2 separate regions of the Mus musculus genome follow, and region 1 is linked to region 2. Evidence: chromatin contacts called from public Hi-C data. All regions are on one chromosome and are shown on one strand. Each heading gives the region's core, a stretch centred on a gene start, on an enhancer-like site or on the middle of the called end of the contact. The rest is flanking DNA. Distances are from core to core; before and after follow the strand shown.

Region 1 (4,425 bases), core at 1,048-3,547, 400 kb after region 2:
TTAAATATATAGTTATATATAGATAAATACATACTTATATCTTTTAGTGTTTAGTCTTCCTGTGAAAGTTAAACTTTAAAAGTTTCTTGAACAGGAATTTTATGGTTATTAGTTTTAATAAACAGACTAAGAGTCAGGTAGTCCAGCTTCCCTGCAGAAGGTTAGAAACTATACAGCAGTTCTTGGGTGGTGGTAACTGGTAAAAATGTGTGTGTGTGTATGTGTGTGTGTGTGTGTGTGTTAGGGTTTTCCTTTGGTTTTACTGCTTTAACGATTCCATTACAATGATTTCAGTCATTTTGTCACTAAAGGAAACGTATCTAACTGGCCAAGATTGGCTAAAAGAAAAAAAGACTTCCCTATCTCGCCTCTGAATCTCAGCTTGCTCTCTTAGGGCAGTTACAGTGGAAAAGAAATGTATGTGAATAAGAAAAAATATATATCATGCATATACATAAGTATTTCTCTTTGTTATTTATCAGTAATCATGTGTCCAAACAAACATAATAATTGTATACACTAATTAGATAAAAGTGGATCAGAAACTATGTGCTATATTGCAATTTGAGAATAAAAGGTTCCCTACACCCTCATGCGATTAATACTTGCTCATCGGCTTTTGGCAATATTTTGGGGATGTAATAAGAGGCCAGTCAGGTGATAGACATAGTGAGATCTCTGTAAGGCCAGCCAGGTCTATGTAGTAAGTTCCAGGTCAACCAGAACTACATATAGAGACCCTATCTTTTTTAAAAATAGTGATAAAGAAAGAAAGGGAAAGAAAGTTTCAAAAGTGGAGTCTAGCTGGAGTATGTAACGGGGGGGGGGGGGTGTATGGCTTTATGTTTAGTCCCTTCTTCTGTCTCTACTTCCCGTTCAGGCAGTATACTGAGCCAGTGCAGGTAACCAGTACTCGAAGTAAGCCTACTTTCACAGTGGTTCTAAGTTCAAAACAAGGTGCATGTTTTAATCTGATAGAATGCTCTCCATATAAACCCTACTATACATTTTTAACCTCCATATTTTACAAGCTCATATAATTTTGATCCATTTAAATATAATTGATTTTACAATCTCTAACTATGTCCAAAACAATTAAATCCTAGTCTCCACTTTGACTGATCAATGCTAATATGAGAATCCAACTGTTTTGCATCATTTTCCTTATCTTTACTTGAATAATAATAATAAAATTATTATTTATAGTGATAATAAAAAAATAAAATGAGTCTTTTTTTCTCTAGTGCTCCAAAACAAAGCCTTCTTGACTCTTGGCAATAAATCCACATGCCTTACAAACTGCTATTTGTTTTTAGTATCAGCAAGATATCTGAGAACCTGAAACTTGAGACCATAGTAAATAAAAGTATTAACTGGAATTTTAACAATTAAAAATGAGCTTTCTAAGTTATAAGGAAGTCCAGAGAGGCACTCTTACGTTTTTTAGCACAGAATTTATTTTGACACTAATTGAGGTAAGATTTGAGAAATCTTCTTTTTAATTGTATTTTACTTAAGAAGAAAAATACAAGTAAAGATGGTGAAAGCCCGAAAGCATTGTTTGGGAGATCCATCCTTTAATTGATGCCCCAAATTGGCTCTTCTATAACATTTTCACCTTGGAATTAGGATTTATTTGTGGCAAGCCACATCTCTAAGCCCAATTGTATTCATTAGGAAAATTCAAATTTGGGGAACTTGACTTGCCAATATTTGCCAGAGGTCTACCCTAGAAGGACTATAGTCCTGATTACAACAGCTAAGTTCAGCTCCAAAGATGCCTTGGAGACATTCTCTTCCTCTGTCACTGGAGTTTAAATTACCTGGATTATCTCAAACCACAGACAAGATAAGCAACAGTAAGTTCTAAATTCTTAAAGTCTAACAAGTAAAACATTAAGAAAGAAAGGTGAGAGGAAATCATGACAAAGTGAATGACCACATTTGACTAAGTGTAAAGGAGAGGTGACAGTGACTTTGACAATAGGGTTGTGTTCAGTGTGTGTGCATAGTACAGTGAAAGTGAGGTTAAATCCTGGTGTCCTTCACAGTACTTATCATGTTGGGCTGCACAAAATGTAAAATTTAGCAGGATGACACATGGTATGTTAAGTGCAACACGTGACTCAAAGCATGTGCACAGAGGACTGGAGTTCAAATTCCTAATTTGCTATATACAGGGATGAGTACAGCATTCTAATTATTGCTTGAGCTTTGAACTTAGACAAATGTGTCAGTCAGTGCACAAGCACAGAGCTGGATCCTGTGGGAGATGTCTGACTAAGACACTATAATCTGGGTGTGGTGGTACATACCTACAGTCCCAGCAATGACTGGGGAAAAGATTATGAGTTCCAATCTAGCCTGAGATATACTCAAAAGCTAAAATAATAACAAAGACTTCAGTGTTGTCAGACTTGTTTATAAACTCAGCGTATGAAAATGTGGGGCTGATGAAGCAAATCTGAAAGGCATTGGAAGTCAGCAGAAAGAGCAGGCTGGAGGCCTCAGGCAGCTGAAATCCAGTCCACAGAGAACATTTCTTCCTGTCAGTTCTGTCCTAAAGGCCTTTCAAGTGATTGAGTCAGTGAAGATAAACTAGGATAACCTCTCTTACTAATGCCAACGGAAGATGGACTTGAGTCATGTCCTCAAAATACCTTCACTACATTCGAGCATTAACTACACTTGAATACTAGCATTTAGCCAAACTCATCTCAAAGTGACCAAAAGAACAATTTGAGAACTATGTGTCTGACACTACCATTTCCTAGCTGAACAACCAGGAAAACTTATTTAAATTTCCTTAAACCCTTACTCATTTGGAAAAAAAGAAGACATTTTAAGATATTAAGAGTAGCTAGGAACAACTGTTGACAGTGAGATGATCCACAAAAAGTGGGCCTAGGAATGAGCTTGCCAAATAGTAAATTTTCAACAAATATTTATTACCTTTATTATGATCATTCTTACTGTCTGAGCAAAGTGAAAAAACAAACCCTTTCTTTGAGTTTCTGTAAAACCAGCATATTAATGCTCATAACTCACAGTGATGGGAGATTTCTTTTTTTTATTAGATTTTTTCTGTATTTACATTTCAAATTTTATCTTCTTTTCTTATTTCCCCTCCAAAAACTCCCTATCCCATCCCCCTTCGCCTGCTCACCAACCCACCCATTCCCACTTCCCTGTCCTGGCATTTCCCTACACTGGGACATCAAGCCTGCACAGGACCAAGGGCCTCTCCTCCCAGTGATGTCTGACTAGGCCATCCTCTGCTACATATGCAGCTAGAGCCATGAGTCCCACCATGTATATTCTTTGGTTGGTGGCTTAGTCTCTGGGAGCTCTGGGGGTACAGGTTAGTTCATATTGTTGTTCATCCCATGGGGCTACAAAAATCACTGCATATTGGACTAAAGTCTTCACACACTAGGACTCCATTCAGGCTCAACATCCCAAGCCTGGTTAAGAGAACTAAATGAACATTAGATTATTTTAAAACAGCAAAACAGCTCTCTCTCTCTCCCTCCCTCTCTCCCTCTCTCCCTCTCTCTCTCTCTCTCTCTCTCTCTCTCTCTCTCTCTCTGTGTGTGTGTGTGTAGTATGTGTGTGTGTGTGTGTGTGTGTGATGTGTGCATTGGCCATGGAAGCTAAAAGAGGGCATTGAATCCCCTAGAACTGGAATTCCAGGCAATTGTGAGCCTCACAGCTAGAGTGCTAAGAATCAAGCTCAGGATATCTGGAAAAACAGTAAGCAGTCTTAACTGTTGACATCTCTCCAGTGTCAAGATGATTTTTTTAATTGCTTCATGAGTTATCCACTAAAAAATAAAAACACATTCATTTTAAAAAACATGCTTTAACCAGTAATTATAATTGCAGATTTTTAATGTTTTATTAGTATGTATTAATTATACCTAATGGGTTTGTGGCATTTTCGTACTTGTACATAAATATATTTTGTCCACATTTATACATGTGTTTTACAGCTTGTAATCTTCTCTTCCACACCTCCTACTCTTGCTAATCACCTTTTCTAAATTAACTCCCCTTTTCTTTCTCCCCGACTCTCTCATGAGTGTGTGTGTGTGTGTGTGTGTGTGTGTGTGTGTGTGTGTGTGTGCAAAGATGCTAGCACATGAATGCACTCCCCATTGTGTAAACTAATGAATTGCATTAGTATTGTTTACAAGAGCTTGACTGGGTTGGATTACAGGAATATGGACACCTTATCAGTGATTTTACCACCAAGAAGTCTCCCACCAACCTTCATCTAGATATGAAACCTCCATGACCGTGTTTTGATGCGGCCAATCTTATGGAGGTAATCGTGTGCAGGTAACCCTGTGAATGCAAGAGCTCAGCAGTTGTGAACGGTTACAAGTCAGGATTTCAAGTCTTTCCCTACACCTTCCTTCCACT
Region 2 (3,886 bases), core at 706-3,205:
AGTAGATATCTTGAGGAATGCTGCTAACAGAGAGTGGAACCAGCCCAGGAGAAAGAAGTTTGCTACAGTCAACAAAGATGAAAAAGGATTTGGAGATCTGAAGACTCCTTTGACATATGGTGATTCAGAATTTGGAGTTTGACCATCTGATTTCCTGTCTTTACTCAGGGATTACAGTTAAATGACTGGATGGATCTCAGGAGAGACTTTGAACTTTGGACTTTTAACATTGTTGAGACTGCTATAGACTATGGGGACTTTGGAAGTTGGACTAAATGTACTTTTTTTTATTATACTATAGCTAGATATGACCCCCACAGGTTTATGTGTTTGTACAAGCCTATGGGGGCCAGAGAGTGGAATGTTGTGGTTTGAATATGCTTGCCCAGGGAGTGGCACTATTAGAAGACATGAGAGTAGGTATGGCCTTGTTGGATGTGGGTGTGGGATTTAAGGCCCTCATCCTAGCTGCCTGGAAGGGAGTTTTCTACTAGCAGCCTTCAGATGAAGATGAAGAACTCTCAGCTCTGCCTTCATCATGCCTACCAGGATACTGCCATATTCCCACTTTAATAATAATGGACTGCACCTCTGGATCTGTAATCCAGTCCCTAGTAAATGTACTTTCTAAGACTTGCCTTGGTTATGGTGTCTGTTCACAGTGATGAAACTCTATGACAGGAGGTGTGTCCTTACTAACAATGTGTCACTGTAGGAGTGGGCTTTAAGACCCTCCTCCTAGCTTCTTGGAAGATAGTCCTTTGGATGAAGATGTAGAACTCTTAGCTCCTCCAGTGCCATGCCTGCCTGGAAGCTGCCATCTTCCTGTCTTGATAATAATAGACTGAACTTCTGAACCTATAATTCAGCCTCAATTAAATATTCTCTTTTCTAAGAGAACTGGTCCTGGTGTCTCTTCAAAGCAATGGAAGCCCTAAGACAGAGGTCATTGAAGATGAGTTCTCAGATTCTGTGTGAGTATAGCCTATCCTCCTATCCTGGTAGGCATGATGAAGGCAGAGCTGAGAGTTCTTCATCTTCATCTGAAGTGATACTGGGGAAATGGCCCTGCACAGCTGACTTGTGTTCCCTGCATTCTCTGCAGTGCTGGGTCCATGGGGTCACCTATTGGCTGTTCCTGCAAGTCAGGTACAGAGTCTCTGAACTAGGCAGGACACACTTTTGCTTGTCCTCAAAGATAAGGACTGGTATGCATCTGCCTGCAACTACAAATCTGTATTACATGCCTACATGCTGTTTTGTGTCCAATGTGGGATTTTTATGCTTTGGATTTTCCTCAGCTCACTGCGTGATTTTTGCTTAATCCCTTTTCATTTTGCATATATAATATATAATGCCATGACCAAAAATTGGAATATGGCAATGCCTTGAATTTTTAAAAGGCTCTCCCAACTTAAAATATTCCCTAAAAGCTACCTGGGACCCTCCATAAAAGCCAAGTAGAGATTTTATTATTGATACTGGTTTTTACATTTACATTTTCTCTTATAGATGCATGAAGATATTCAAATAATTTTCTTGTGGTTATATACACGTTTTCTTGGCAGTATGGTATCAAAGTTGTGATTCCACTCTTCTCTCATATAGTGCTCAAATCAAGTTGCATAGCTAAAGCGCATGGATGGTATCGGTACCTGACAGTAGTTAAGATCATTGCTAAGAACCACTGAAGCCAGGCACCTGGCCTCTCCTTACTTTATTCAGTATTAAGAGAGATGTTTGTTGCCATCTTTTCCCTCATAAACATTTTTATTTCCAAGCTAGAGCAAGTTATGGTGCTGTTGTGCATAGTTACTGTACCCATAGGCCAATCCATAGACGGACACTCAGAATTGCTACCACGACAGTGGCACTCAGTTCAAGACTGAAAGATAAATTGGGCTTGCCAAGGTGCAAAGGTCTAAGCAAGGACCAGAATCCAAGGCTCTGAGGCACAAATAGTCAGGCAGTCTTCCAAGTACAAAGTGTTACCATGTTCTTTCAATGACCTCACCTCTGGGCTGAGCCATCTGCTATCTCAAAGACCCTCTTCCCAGGAGTCCACATCCAGGAAGAGTGGGCTAGAACTCATCAAAAGCAACAGGTGAGCCATTTATATTATGGAACATTAAATTTCTGTGAACTAAACTTCAGAGCAGTTATCTTTAGGGAAGTTGTAGTTGATCACATGTTTCTCTTCCAGAGTCAAAGTCCAGGCATTTTATTATGTTTATATATTCTCTGGGCTTTGGGAGTTACTGATACTGTAAGTTCCACGCCCCACGGAACTCTAACATAGTAAACAAGGATTTCAAATGAAGAAAGAAGGGATAATAAATGAAGCAGAGCACAAGCAAAACAGGAAGGGATGAAACATAATGTTAGGTTATAAAACAAGGAACCATGCAAAACGGAGTACAGTCGTGACCTGGCGTGTTGGAACCTGAGGCCTGAAATATGTGTTTAAAACACGAAAGCAGACCAAAAGTAGATTTTATTTTCATTTCTTTTTCTTTTTTCTCTTTTAACCTTTCTGTCTGATACTTGGCTTTTCCTGAGATTTATGTAAGCAGCAGCAGTTGAACAACTTCTATTTTGTAAATTTCAGGCTTGAAAAAATAGGGATGAACAAGACACTCTAAGTAAAATCTGTCCATCCTTTTCCCTTTTAAAAAAAGTTACCTCAAGTTCTTCTAACAAGTGATTCTGAGTAGATGAAGCTAAGACAAAAGAATAACAAGATGGAGAAGGAGAAGGAGAAGGAGAAGGAGGAGGTATAGGAAGAAGTGGTGGTGGTGGTGGTAATGCTGGAAGAAGAGAGAATAAGAGAGGGACAGAGGGAGGAAGGAAAAGAGCTTTCCCCATGGCTTTGGCAACTTAAGAAAGAAGAGGTCAAGCAACAGTTTTATTGGTTTCTAAGACATCTGAAGTATGTTCTTAGTTCTCCATTCTCTGATCCTGCCCTGAGGACTTCTAAAGTCACAGACAGTGGACAGAAGAAGAGTGTCCCTGCATCCAGGCTGCCCTTTGCCCAATACAGCAGGTCAGCTTTAATCTTAGCAGTGTCTTTCATCTAAAAGGGCATATGCCAAGCAAGATGTTAATGTGACACTCTGCACAAGCACACATTATGAGCCCCAAGTGCAGATGTGGCTACATGCATTTCAGAGCAGCCAGCTAGCATCTACAGAAATTCAGACACCTTGATGCCCAGTTGCTGTGTGGCTTTGTGGCATCTTCTACCAGTGTGTCTATGAATATAATTTAATATTATTTAATAGTTTTCTAATAATTTACTCTTGCTCTATCATATTAGAGAATTCTCTAAAGTCACTCTGTAGCAAAACCATAAATTACATAAAATACAGCTTTACATAATATTAACCAGTATTATATATAGATATATAGAGATTATAGTTGCCTTTACCATCATCCTTTCCGTGGTTGAAAACCAAAAAAAGGATATACTGGTGTTAAGTAAGGGTTGCACTGGATGAAGTAGCTTGTCAGGGTGACTGTGTTTGCTCTCTTCACAGAACAAATTCTTAAACGCTCCAAAGTAAGTTTTATTTTTGCTTCAGCCTAGTTTTAGTTGTAGGGTTTGTTAAGCATCAGGTTTAAATTTTCCAGCTTTCCAAATGCCAGGCAAGAATTGGGGCATATCGCTGAGCTATGGCCTGATTCTTATGTTTACTTAGTCATTGACAGGGTCTCACTGTTTTTCTCAGGCTGGCCTTGAACTTGAGGTCCTCACACCTTTACATCCCAGATAGCTGGAATTAAAAGCCTTCACTACTAGATTTGACTTGAAAAATATTCTTTAGTCAAATAAAATCATTTTGAATTAAAATTTGACATTGTTCAAAGCATGCTTGATGGGGAAAAA

The links. A called contact is a pair of places that touch in the nucleus more often than the background predicts.
Region 1: a Hi-C map of liver shows a contact between it and region 2, with 4 times the contacts expected there. The contact joins two enhancer-like sites. A contact is called at or near these places in 2 of 39 promoter capture datasets (both in liver), 2 of 15 datasets of contacts at CTCF or cohesin (large pre-B cells and pro-B cells) and 10 of 484 Hi-C or Micro-C datasets (the G1E-ER4 cell line, bone marrow-derived macrophages, embryonic stem cells and 2 more).

Annotation. Positions count from the first base shown.
Region 1 is chr13:75,625,489-75,629,913 of GRCm38.p6, forward strand. No RefSeq gene overlaps it. Among named protein-coding and RNA genes, the nearest start is that of Mir682, 17 kb to the right of the region's middle. Within about 2 kb of position 2,298, at least 10 of the 459 cell types and tissues checked have an H3K27ac peak or open chromatin away from gene starts, as enhancers often do. A contact at or near this core is called in liver, where this site is marked.
Region 2 is chr13:75,223,851-75,227,736 of GRCm38.p6, forward strand. No RefSeq gene overlaps it. Among named protein-coding and RNA genes, the nearest start is that of Pcsk1, 140 kb to the left of the region's middle. Within about 2 kb of position 1,956, at least 14 of the 459 cell types and tissues checked have an H3K27ac peak or open chromatin away from gene starts, as enhancers often do. A contact at or near this core is called in liver, where this site is marked.